2 separate regions of the Pan troglodytes genome follow, and region 2 is linked to region 1. The links are chromatin contacts, called in public Hi-C maps. All regions are on one chromosome and are shown on one strand. Each heading gives the region's core, a stretch centred on a gene start, on an enhancer-like site or on the middle of the called end of the contact. The rest is flanking DNA. Distances are from core to core; before and after follow the strand shown.

Region 1 (6,454 bases), core at 3,225-5,724:
CTCTCCTTTCCATCAACCTCGTTACTGATTTAAACTGATTTAGACCCAAGGCAAGAAATGGGTCCTGCCTGTGCTGGAAAATATAGCTCTTTCACCTTGGGTGTGTGAGATGGGAGAGGAACCAGAACAGAGACCTTCATTACCATCCTCGGATGTCAGGAATATCCATCCTCTGCTAGAAGCAAATGGCAAAAGAAATCCTCACATGGAGGGAAATGTGGGGAAAAGTAATGAAGGAGAATTTGCTCTGCAAAAAAAAATATTAAATGTATCATAAAATTACAACAATTGAAATAGTAAAGTACACGCACAGGACAGACAAACAGTGAAAAAAAGCTAGACAGTCTGGAAAGAGACCCAAAGAAATGCACCAGGTGGCATGGATGGTCAGTAGTTCCAAAGGTGATAGGGAACTGGCTTACAGCTGGGGAGAAAAATTACAATGTAAATTTAGCCTCATATCAGACATCAAAATAAATTCCAAATGAACCTAAGTGGTTTTGTTTTGGTTTTGTTTATTTGTTTGTTGTAGAAAAGTGGTCTCACTGTGTCGCCCAGGCTGGGGTGCACTGGCATGATCATAGTTCACTGCAGCTTTGAACTCCTGGACTCAAGCAGTCCCCTCTCCTCAGCCTCCTAGAGCGGTGGAATTATAGGAATGTGCCACTGTGCCCAGCCTGAAACTAAATTTTAAGTGCAAAAAAGCAGGTCAGGTGCAGTGGCTCCCACCTATAATCCTGGCTTTTTGGGAGGCCTAGGCAAAAATGATTGCTTGGGCTCAGGAGTTTGAGACCAGCCTGGGCAACATAGTAAGACCTCATCTTTACAAAAAGAAAAAATTAGCAGGGTGTGGTGACATGCACCTGTAGTCTCAGCTACTTGGGAGGCTGAGGCAGGAGGACTGCTTGAGCCCAGGAGTTTGAGGCGGCAGTAAGCTATGATTGTGCCACAGCACTCCAGCCAGGGCAACATAATGAAACTCAGTCTCAAAAAAAAATTGAAAAGAAAACAAAAGAGTAAATAGCCTTGGAGTAGGAATTTGTAATATTTATCAAAAGATTAATATCACTAATGAAGGTAAACTATTAAATCAACCAAAGAAAAAGGGTAGTATAAGTACAAATGTGTTAAAATGTCTCTATGTAAAACCCATCAAAATGAACAAAAAGAACCAAAAATGGAAGAAAATTTTATCTGCATCAAAACTAAGCAACGTCTCCAACTTTGTACTGCAAACTTCAAGTAAACACAAACAATTGAATTAAAACACAACTCCACCGCCCAAAAACCCAGTACAATGCTACTTTTCTGAATTTTCTATAATAAAAAGTAGGTAGAAAAATAAACACAGCATGATGGTTCTTTTCTAATCCTCAGGCACCTCTCCAGATATATCATCCCATCCAAGGCATGGTAAATTAAAATTGAAGGCAACAGAAAAAATAGTGTCTTCCACTACAAGTTATCAGCTAGATATATCTTCTCCATCAATAAAGTTATGAGACTTCACCTCCCAAGGAGAAGAAACCAATTTCTTTTCACGTGTACATCCTCAGTAGGCAGCACAGGTCTTTGTACATAACCAATCGAAAAATATTTGCTAGTGACTTCTCAAGACATCTCCTTTTATTATTTATTTATTTTTATTCTTTTTTATTTCTTTCTTTCTCTCTCTTTTTTTTTTTTTTTGAGACGGAGTCTCACTCTGTTGTCTAGGCTGGACTGCAGTGGCACAATCTCGGCTCACTGCAACTCTGCCTCCCGGGTTCAGGAGATTCTCCCGCCTCAGCCTCCCAGGTAGGTGGGATTACAAGTACCCACACCACACCCAGCTAATTTTTGTATTTTTAGTAGAGACTGGGTTTCACCATGTTGGCCAGGCTGGTCTCGAACTCACCCACCTCAGCTTCCAAAAGTGCTGGGATGGGATTACAGGCATGAGCCACCGTGCCTGGCCAACCCATCTCATTTTTAACAAATACAAGTAAATAAATAAATATTTGCTAAATTAAATTGTTACAGCTCAGCAAGCCCCTCCCCCTCTCCCAACACACACAGAAACCCTAGTTTCCAGGCTTCTGATCTAAGAATACCTTCTCATGCATGTTTTATAAAAGCTAACTTTGGCTGAGATTCAGATGCTGGTAGCAAGAGGGTCTGGGAGACACCCATCCCCACACAGCCATTTACTTGGGGGCTTGGGGTTTGTTTTGAAGCTAGAAAGCAGTTGGGAGATTTCTGGGAATGAGAGAAATACGTGGACTGTGGAAGCATGGAAGGGCAAACATGCCTCTCCTAGCGTGACCTAATGTTAGGGCTCCAGATATCAAAAGAGCCTGTGTCCAAGGAAGACTTGGAAAGGAAAACAGCTGGCCTGAAGGCCAGTCCCTCTGCTGACCTGTGGTGCAGCTTCAGCCCCCTTGGAGCCAGGGGGCCCCCAGGGATAAGTGTGGTACCTTGGAACCAGCCAGGGGAGATGGGTTTCTCACTGAGGACACAGGGGTACAGCATCCTTGGATGGTTTGTGGGTAACCAACCATGAAAGAGAAGCCTCGGTAAAAGAAACCAAGAGACCTAGTCCTGCACAGTCTTCCCTGAGGACACCCCATCGTGGAGGGCGGTGTCAGAGGCAGGGGCAGGGAGGATCAGGGCAGTCCTGGCTGGACCTCTCTGATAAAGTGACAATCTGATAAATGCCTGGGACACACCTGTGTTTTCCGTTGTTTTCCTAACCATCTGAAAAAGTACTTTCCTTTTTCTTGTTATGAATACAATGAGAGATGGGAAATTTCTCGAAGAAGTTGCCAGCCTTGGTACTGAAGACATGGGAATAAATAATTTCCTTTTCATCTTTTCTTCCCTTTGCTCCTCCAGCATGCTTGGTTCCATAATAAACATTCCATCTCAAATGATCACCATGTTGTGTAAGACAAGTGGTCTGGTTTATCTCCACATTTAGGTGTGTATTGGCTTTCTCACGCTCACTCTCTCTCTCTTTCTCTCTCTCTCTTCCCCACCCCGCCCCCACCCACCCCCATCCTCCTCTCTCTTCCCTCTCTGGTTTCCTCTTTCTCTCTCTATATAAGAAAATGTTGCCTACAAAGCTTTTAGACTTAGCAAGAAAATAGCATACTCAGCTGGACAGTGGCTCATGCCTGTAATCCCAGCACTTTGAGAGGCTAAGGCAGGCAGATCACTTGAGGTCAGGAGTTTGAGACCAGCCTGGACAACATGGCAAAACCTCATCTCTACTAAAAATATATTTTTAAAATTAGACGGGGCTGGTGATGTGTGCCTGTAATCCCCGCTACTTGGGAGGTTGGGGCATGAGAATCGCTTGAACCTGGGAGGCAGAGGTTGCAGTGAGTCGAGATCACACCACTGCGTAAGCAACAGAGCAAGCCTGGGCAACAGAGCCTGGGCAACAGAGCAAGACTGTCTCAAAAAAAGAAAGGGAAAGGGAAAGGAAGGGAAGGAGGCCAGTGCAGTGGCTCACACCTGTGATCCCAGCACTTTGGGAGGCCGAAGTGGGCGGATCACTTAAGGCCAGGAGTTCAAGATCAGCCTGGCCAACATGGTGAAACCCCATCTCTACTAAACATATAAAATTAGCCAAGTGTGGTGGCACACACCTGTAATCCCAGCTACTTGGGAGGCTGAGACATAAGAATCGCTTGAACTCAGGAGGTGGAGGTTGCAGTGAGCTGAGATCACGCCACTGCACTCCAGCCTGGGTGACAGAGCAAAATTCTGTCTCAAAACAAAAAAAAAGAAAAAGAAAATAGCACACTCAACATGTGGATGCTCTTCTGACTCTTTGGGGCCTGCATCAAGGATGAAAGTTTGTTCCTCACCCTGTCCTAAAGGGGATGCGTGCTGTGGGGCTATCCTGAAGAATTCAGTTCAATGTGCCGTCTGCAGCCTATCAGCCAAGAGTCAGAAACACCGTGAGGCCACAGCTCCATCTCACCCACCCCCTCGCCAGCCCCTGCTTTCCTGCATTCACCGAAACACTTGCCTCTGTCCCTCAACATTCCTAGAACCTTCACTGTCCTCTGAGGTCAGCGATGTATTTAAAGCACTTGTTTTCATCCTGTTCCCATCAGTAAGATTTAACGTAAGACACTCAGAAGGGAAATTCCACTCTCTTTCCTTCTGGGAAAGGAGCAGCTACATTGTCCAGACCCAAATCCTTAGCCTAACACATCTGCCAAAATTCAAAAGTTCATGATTTTACCGAAATAAGGCCACACACTTCTTAGGCAACCATGAGTATCTCTGCACATCAACACATAAGCTTCTCTTTTTTCCTCCTTTTATAAAAGAAAGGGGTTGGGTTTTTTTTTTTTTTTAACTCTTTCATAAGATCAAAGCAACTTGATTTTTTTATGCTTCTTTAAAATTACAAATCCTTTAAAGTGGGTAGAGTTGGAAAATAGGCATCTCAATGAACATTAAACAGCTCAACAATGTCCCCTGGTGGCCATGAGCACAGAGAGAGGGAACTTGAGCCACTAAAGCTCTATTCAGCCTACCAAACAAGGAGTAAGTGTCTCATCAAGATGAAACCCCCTCCCCTTTACTCAAAAAAATATGCAATGGTCCTTCAAACCAGAAAAGCACAGCATCCAAATATGAGAAAGACCACAGAGTAGGAAATGGAGACGGAGTCGCTATTCATTTTAATAAGTCACCACAGAAAGAAATGCCCAGACTGAACACCACTTGTCTCTCCAGCCCAAAATGCAGGGAATTCTTTCTGGTAGCCAGAATTCATTGCCTAACCAGACATCTCCTCAGCACCAATACCACCCACTGGCTGTTATTTTAAAATTTTGGGCTGTTATGCTATCTATCAGTACCATTCTTACCCACTGAGGGTTGAATGTAAAACATACAGACAAAAATCACTGTCTTCAGGAAGCTTCTATTTTAGTGGGAGAGAAGGAAAGTAAAAAAAAAAAAAGTTTTTAGGAAACAAGCTCTAGGCTGGGCACAGAGACTCATGCCTATAATCTCAGCACTTTGGGAGGCGAGATGGGAGGATCACTTGAGGCCAGAAGTTCAAGACCAGCCTAGGCAACATAGGGAGACCCTCATCTCTACAAAAAATAAAAACAAAAAAATCCCTTTTGTAATTAGCCAGGCATGGTGGTGAGCGCCTATAGTCCCAGCTACTCAGCAGGCTGAGGCAGAAGGATTGCTACAGCCCAGGGGCTCAAGGCTGCAGTGACTTATGATTGCACCACTGCACTCCAGCCTGGGTGACAGAGTGAGACCCTATCTCTAAAAACTAATAATTAATATTTTTTATTAATATGAAGCTCTATGAAGAAATTGAAGCAGGGTAAGTAGATACAGAGTACTAGCGTGGAGGCTGGTGATGGCAGTTGAGCAGGCACCTGAACAACTATGGAGACGCCATATGTTGACAGTGTCCCAGGAAGTGTGAGCTGCAGATGGAAAAGTCTGGAGGCTGGAAAAACTTTGACCCATTTAAGGAACTGCAAGAAGGCCAGGGAGACAGCTGATGCTTAATGGGAAAGGAGGAGAGCAGGGGGAGATGAATTAGAAGTAGGCAGGGGCCAGATGACATGTCCTATGATGAGGAACTTGGATTCCATTCTAACTTTAATGGAAACTCACTGGAGAGTTTTGAGCTGGTGCTGACATGTTCCCAAATGCATTTTTAAAAGATCACTCTGAGTGCTGAGTGATCTTTTGAAAGTTATGGTGAAGACTAAGACTAAGGTCCAGGGTGGGAGGTATATAGGCAAGAGAAAACCAGTTTGAAAACTACAGCAGGAACCCAAGCAAGAGGTGGCTGTCTTGGATTAGGGTAGTTGTGGAAAAGGCACAGGTGGGGAGAAGTGGTGGAATTCAGAATATATTTCAGACAGCAAGCCAACAGGGCTTGTTGACAGATTAGAAATTTGGGGATGGGATAGAGCCAATTAGGACTTGTTTTTGGTCTGAACAATTGGGTGAACAGAAATGCCAATAACAGACAGAGAGTAACAGATAGAAACAGAGAAGCCTGGGTGGAAACCGATTTGGGGGCGAGGGCAGAGGTGAGAAATCACAAGTTCCGTTTGATTTGTGTATTAGATGTTCAATAGGACATGTGTAGAAGTTGGGTGGATATATGAGTCTGGTGCTCAAAGGAGAGGCTGGGACTAGAAATTGATCTTTGGAAATCCTCTGCATATAGGTAATAGTTATAGCCATAAGACCGGTTGAGATCACCTAAGCAGAAAGGGTAGATAATGAAGAAAAGGAGGCTGAAGAGGGGTCATAAAAGTAGATGGAGCTAGCAAAGAAGACTGAGAGGGGACAGCAAGGCAGAAGGAACCAAAACTAAGGGAGAGGGGGTTTCAAGAGGGAGGGAGTGTCAACGCTATCGAAGAAATCAGATAAGAACAAAACTGGCCATTGGATTTGGCAAGACGGAGAT
Region 2 (6,694 bases), core at 549-3,048, 180 kb before region 1:
GTAGAGACAGGGTTTCATCATGTTGCCCAGGCTGGTCTCAAACTCCTGGCCTCAAGCAATCCTCCTACCTGAGTCTCCCAAACTGCTGGGATTACAGGCATGAGCCACTGCGCCTGGCCCTCCATCCTGCTATTTTTATCAGCCAGTAACTCTCAACAGTGGGAATTTGATTTTGAAACATTGTTCTTTCCCACTGATTCTGCACCAGTGGAGCCAAGGATGTTAATCGAGGAATGGTTCGGACATTAACTCTTCTAGTTGTAGTTTGTCATTTAATTGCAGATTGAGGTAGATCATTCAGTGACTATTAACTACCATAAACAGCAATAATAAACAACTTTTCTTTTTTTTAAATTCATCTATTTTTTTTCGAGACAGAGTCTCGCTCTGTCGCCCAGGCTGGAGTGCAGTGGCGCGATCTCGGCTCACTGCAACCTCCGCCCCTCCAGGTTTAAGCAATTCTCTGCCTCAGCCTCCGGAGTAGCTGGGATTACAGGCGCCTGCCACCACGCCCAGCTAATTCTTTGTATTTTTAGTAGAGACGGGGTTTCACCATCTAGGCCAGGCCGGTCTTGAACTCCTGACCTCATGCTCCACCTGCCTCCGCCTCCCAAAGTGCTGGGATTACAGGTGTGAGCCACCGCGCCCAGCCACAACTTCTTTTCAAAATTGAATTCAATTCTGAAATATCTCAAGGGAGGTCATGGATTATTTAAAAGGAAATCACTTGCAACAATAAACATAAAACAATGCAGAAATAGTATAAACTCATCTAGATTGAAGAAACACAAACATTGAGTACTAGCATCTTCTTGGGATGACTTAAAATTAGGACAAATACTTAGTTACCTTACTACCCAAAGTGACATTTCTTCCCATTTTAGAGCTGTGCTGTCCACACGTACAATTAAAATTTTCTAGTACCTAGCCAAAGTATTTAAAAAGAGAAATTAACTTAATAATTTACCTAATTTAATGTAATATGTCCAAAATATTATCTTTTCAACATGCAATCAATATAAAATTTACTAACGAGATGGTCTTCCACATCTGATGTACTGTTTACTCCAGAGTGGCAAGCTGCCTTTCCAACCCTCACTTAGCCACATGTGGCTACCGTATTGGATGGCAGTCTTAGGGAATTTCAATATCAACTGATTCTTTAATTCTGAGTTTGAGAATTTCTTTTTATAATACACACGGTCGCTAAGGCGCTTAGAGATCTGTGAGGCGCATGGAGATTATTTTACTCTCCGGTCCCTTTTGATCCAAGATCCCACAGCATTAAAAGCAGTAAGAGGGAAGGCAATGGGCATCCCTTGCGCCCAGGAACGTGGCCTGGAGGGCCTGGCTGCTCCGAGCAGTAGCAGTGCCCGGCGGGGAGGCTGCAGACGCGGCGTTGGAAGTTGGATTTCTAGACAAGCGCCGGCAGCTGCCCGGAACCCGTGTCTTTTTCTGGCGCACCCAGGAACAGCAGGGCCAGACGGAGAGAGAGCAGCCTCCAGCCAGGCACAGGGTCCCGAGCTGCCACCGACACCGAGGGAGCCCGGCCCAGGGCTGCAGCGCTTTCCGCCTAGGTGGGCGGCAGCGGGAGCGAGCAGCCGGAGGAAGCCCAGCCTGCGTCCTGCGGGCAGCAGGACACGATCTCCCCGGCGCGCTCTCGCCGGCGCCGCAGCGGGCGCGCGGGCGACAGGGTGGGCGTGGACCGGTGGGGGCACCGCCCCTGGGAGAGGCGGGCGCCGCGGTTCCGGGGGCGGGACGTGCCGAGGAGTGGGGCGCGAGCCGCCGGTTTTGATTAGTGCGCGGAGCTGCGGCGGCGGAGCTGCTCGGCCGGGAGCCCGGCGGCGAGACGGAGAGGCGGCGGAGGTGCCCGCGCGCAGGGTCTGGTGGGCGGCCGCGAGGCTCGGGAGAGGCGAACCGGAGCGCGGGGCCGCGGTCGCCCCGACCAGAGCCGGGAGACCGCAGCACCCGCAGCCGCCCGCGAGCGCGCCGAAGACAGCGCGCAGGCGAGAGCGCGCGGGCGGGGGCGCGCAGGCCCTGCCCGCCCCTTCCGTCCCCACCCCCTCCGCCCTTTCCTCTCCCCACCTTCCTCTCGCCTCCCGCGCCCCCGCACCGGGCGCCCACCCTGTCCTCCTCCTGCGGGAGCGTTGTCCGTGTTGGCGGCCGCAGCGGGCCGGGCCGGGCCGGCGGGCCGGGGGATGGCGCTGCTGGACCTGGCCCTGGAGGGAATGGCCGTCTTCGGTTTCGTCCTCTTCTTGGTGCTGTGGCTGATGCATTTCATGGCTATCATCTACACGTGAGTGAGGGACCGCAGGAGGGGCTCGGGGCAGGGGTCCGGGCCTCGGGGACAGGCGAGAATGGGAAACGTTTGCGCTTTGAAGGGGACTGGGCTCGGGCGGGGGTGGAGAAAGCTGATCGTCAGGCTGTTCCCCCCGTTCCCTCGCCCCTCGGACCGGCGGTGGCGGTGGTCTTTGCGAGGGAAAAGTGTTGGGCGTGGGAAGGGTTTGCTGGGTTGCAGGCGACTGCCCAGCCAGGCTAAAGGAGACTGCTCTTACGTGTCAGGCTGAAGGTGGTGGCTTGGTTTGATTGTGCTGGGGATTCGTGTGATTTTTCATCTGGGCCGAGATGTATGGTGTATTGTTTTTTTCTCCCGACCTGGGCCACGTTTCTGTTAGGGTGGTGATTGTGTCCACTTTTCTGGGAGCTGCTCACAGCTATCTGGACACCTCCCTGTGGATTTTCTTCTTCCTGGAAGGGCTCTATGCGCTTAGATAGGTGTGAAGCACCTGTCCACCCTGAAAAATGTCCACCAAACCTCCGAGCTGGCATGATAGCTTTGAGTCCTGTCAGCTTGTACATCTCAGCGTGGTTTTCTTTCCTTTTTTCAGTTCCTCGTTTTATTGTTTTATGTAGATTTGTACTCTCCCCGTGCCGGCCACATCTTTTCATTTTTGTTTAACAAATACTTCTTGAGGCCTACTAGATACCATGCACTGTTATTGGCCAGGGGACATGGTGGTGAGCAGGACAGAATTCCTGTCCTCATGGGGCTTACATTCTAGAAGGAAGGAGCAGATAAAATCTAAATAAGGTTATGAGATTGTGACGAAGCGTGTAAGTAAAATAGAACTGGGTGATGGCGTGAATAGAGACATGGGTTATGTGGCTAGTTTGGTATATCCACTGTTTAAGGTGAAATCTGCCTCTGTAAAGAAATGAAAAAATTGTATAGAGCACATTACTGATATCGATTCACTTGGATTTTTAGTCTGGGGGGAGAAAAGAGCAATTGTATATAGTAATCGTTACCATGAACTAGAATAGAGTGTATGTTAGTGGAAGAGACTTTAAGAAATTAGTTACTTTTAGTTTTTTGGGTTTTTTTTTTTTCCTTTTTACTGCGGAAAAAGTGTGCCTTTGCTTTTGGAAACACTGTATTTTATTAGTATAGTGTGGCATTTCCTGGTACTGAGAAAGATGATGCTGGTACAAGTTATACTGATATTTCTTTGAAAGTGAAAGAAAACATGCCACTTGGATATTGTTGACTTTAGTTTTTGGAGTTGGTGAGCTTAGTCACAGCACATTCTGGAGTTCATTTAAAATATGTGAGTTCTTTTTCTTTAAAAAAATTGTTACTTTTTACCGTCATAAAAATAAAAAATGCTTACTGTGTAAGGAATTTATGCAATAGAGAGAGATGGAGAAAATTAAAACATGCACACACCAAAACTACATTACCTTGTTAACCTTTTGTGACTATCCTTCCAATCTGTGTGTGTGTGTGAGAGAGAGAGAAGGAGGGAGGGGAAGAGGGAAGAGAGAAAAGGACTATATTATGATTATTGTTCTGTAACCTGCTTTAAAGTTCATGTGTTTAATAAATGTTTATTGAAAAGCCGTTTTGTGCAAGGCACTGTTCTAGTTGCTGGAAGAGTGAAGAACAAACATACAAGTCCCCTGTTCACATGGAACTGTCCTGTAAAATGTCTTGACCGTTTTTTGCATGTCAATATCTGTATGATCTCTACATCATTTGTAATAGATGCATGATATTTTAGTTTACCAGGTACCAAGATTTATTTATTATTACTGATGGATGTTTAGGTTGTTTCCAATTTATCTAGATTACAAACAACACTGTGATGAATTTATATGCATACATCTTTGAGAAATGATCTCAGTTATATTTCCGAAAGAGGAATTATTGGGCCAGAAGTGGTGCACATTTTAAACTTTGATACATATTGGCCCCATGGAAATGTTATGTATATTCACAGTCCTGGTAACATTGTATGATGGCCCCATTTTGCCTTACAAACACTAAGTAGCAGGCATTTCACTGTTTTCTGTTTCTATTTTCATTCCTTTAAAGTTACATTGAGCACTTTTAAAATATGTTTATATGCTAGTTACATTTAGATGTAAATTACATACTCATAATCCTTTGCCTGTGCTGCAATCTGTTGCTGAATTCATCTTTCTGATATAAAGGTTGTTTTCTGTCACATGTAGCATTCTTTTCCCCAGTCTGTTTTTTGTCTTTTAACTTTGTACATATATTTGACATGGAGAAAAGTGTGTGTGCATGTGTGTTTTAGGTAGATAGGTCTTTCCGTTTCTTTTACATTTTCTAACTCTTATAATGTTTATATCTTCCTTATTCCTCCAAATTATTATATATGTTAGTCTCTGCTTCCTCTTAGTATTTTTTTCTTAATTTTTTCACATATTACCCTGAATTCACCCAGTATTTTACTTTGTTATATGAGAGCTAGAGCCCTAATTATAGTTTCTTCTAAATATTTAGAGACTTGTCCAGAATTACTTATCAGATGATTATTTGATTATTCCACTGTTTTGAAATATTTTTATTATAAACTAAGTTCTGCTTTATACTTGGGTATGTTTCAAAGCTTCTATTGCCCTTTCTTAACCTATTTTAGATGGCAGATGTTTGTAGGATTTCTGCCAACAATGTCAAAGGTAACATTCAGATTAGAGACATTTCAAATTCAAGAGTCTTATTGTTGAGATTGAAGATTTCCTAAAAATAACTAAAGATTATAGCCTTGGCAAGTTAAATAGCCTTTATGGGTTAATTTTTTTTTTTTTTTTTTAATGGTAAGTGCTAGTGTGGCTTGATAGGTTGGGGCCTAAGGTGAAATTGTGTAAAAGCCTAGAACTGATGGTAGTGTTTCTCTTCTAGCCCTTGGGAGCCACGTTGCTGCGTGATGAAGTGATCTAAGCAGAAACCTTGCTTCATGCTCTCTTCCCTATCCCATCCACCTCATATTATTATTATGTCCCTGTGTACATAAGGTCCTAATGTTTAGCATCAGGCTTTATCTTTCGACTGGAGGTGCTAGGCTAGTGTGGAAATAATTTATGTGTCCTTAAATATTAGCTACCCTCAAGTAAAACAGAGGTCCTTTTTTACCTGGAGGTGTATATGTATGTGTGTGTGTGTGTGTGTGTGTGTGTGTATTTTTTCTTTGAGACAGGGTCTTGCTCTGTTGCTTAGGCTGGAGTGCAATGGCACGATCTTGGCTGACTGCAACCACCGCATCCCAGGCTGAAATGATTTTCCTGCTTCAGCTTCCTAAGTAGCTCCCAAGTAGCTGGGACTACAGGCATGCCTGGCTAATTTTTGTGCTTTTTGTAGAGACAGGGTTCTGCCATGTTTCCCAGGCTGGTCTTGAACTCCTGGACTTAAGTGATCTACCTGTCTTGGCTCCCAAAGTGCTGGGATTACAGGTGTGAGCCATCATGCCTGGCCCCCTGGAGATTTTTTAAGATTTTTTTTTTAAGTTAATTCTGCTTTCTACAAACATATTTCCTTTATTTTGTTTATTGTTATTTTTTTGAGACAGTCCTCTCTGTTGCCCAGGCTGGAATGCAGTGGCTCGATCACAGCTCACTGCAGCCTTCACATCCCAGGCTCGTGCAATTCTCCCACCTCAGCCTCCCAAGTAGCTGGGACTACAGGTGCATGCCATCACGCCCAGCTAATTTTTGTTACCCAGGCTGGTCTCAAACTCCTGGGCTCAAGTGATCCCCCCACCTTGGCCTCCTGAAGTTCTGGGATTACGGGCGTGAGCCACTGCGCCCAACCCAAATATGCTATTTCTAATGTACAGCAACTTCAATACCTGATGCACAGTTTTTGAATGGAATTTGCATACTCATTGTGTCAGGATAACTGCGATAAACTACCTGTCAAAAACATTTGGGATATTATTTTTAGTTAGTACGATCTTTGCCTTAAATTCATGAATACTTGGTGTTACGAGCCTTAGTGGAATGTAAATTGAGAACGTCTTTTTTGGGTTTAGTCCTGCCAGTGCCCTTGGACTGTGGTCAAACGTTCATCAGTCAGGATCATTGCTACAGGGCTACTTTCAGGGAAATGAATAAGGCAGTCCAGCAATTCAGCCCCTTTAACCTGAGCCTGGGAAGATACAGAATTAGACTATAGTGTGATAGCTTTAAAGACCAAAGTGAGGGGCAATGTGGGGAGGGAGAGCATCAAGAAGAATAGTTAATAGATACTGGGCTTAATACCTAGGTGATGGGATGACCTGTGCAGCAAACCACCATGGCACATGTTTACCTACGTAACAAACCTGCACATCCTGCACATGTACCCCTGAACTTAAAAGTTGAAGAAAAGGAAAAGAGCAAAGTGGAAATG

What was found. A called contact is a pair of places that touch in the nucleus more often than the background predicts.
Region 2: a Hi-C map of stem cell-derived neural progenitor cells shows a contact between it and region 1, with 5 times the contacts expected there. The contact joins the promoter of UGCG here to the enhancer-like site in region 1. A contact is called at or near these places in 1 of 7 Hi-C or Micro-C datasets (stem cell-derived neural progenitor cells) and 1 of 1 datasets of contacts at active chromatin or transcription factors (stem cell-derived excitatory neurons).

What each region holds. Positions count from the first base shown.
Region 1 is chr11:26,404,416-26,410,869 of NHGRI_mPanTro3-v2.0_pri, reverse strand. The region is part of intron 12 of SUSD1 (sushi domain containing 1); the gene reads right to left. Among named protein-coding and RNA genes, the nearest start is that of SUSD1, 100 kb to the right of the region's middle. Within about 2 kb of position 4,474, at least 2 of the 24 cell types and tissues checked have an H3K27ac peak or open chromatin away from gene starts, as enhancers often do. A contact at or near this core is called in stem cell-derived neural progenitor cells, where this site is marked.
Region 2 is chr11:26,579,791-26,586,484 of NHGRI_mPanTro3-v2.0_pri, reverse strand. It overlaps UGCG (UDP-glucose ceramide glucosyltransferase), which reads left to right and starts at 1,798. Exons shown (of 9, transcript XM_016961429.4): 1 at 1,798-2,296. The coding sequence starts at 2,199.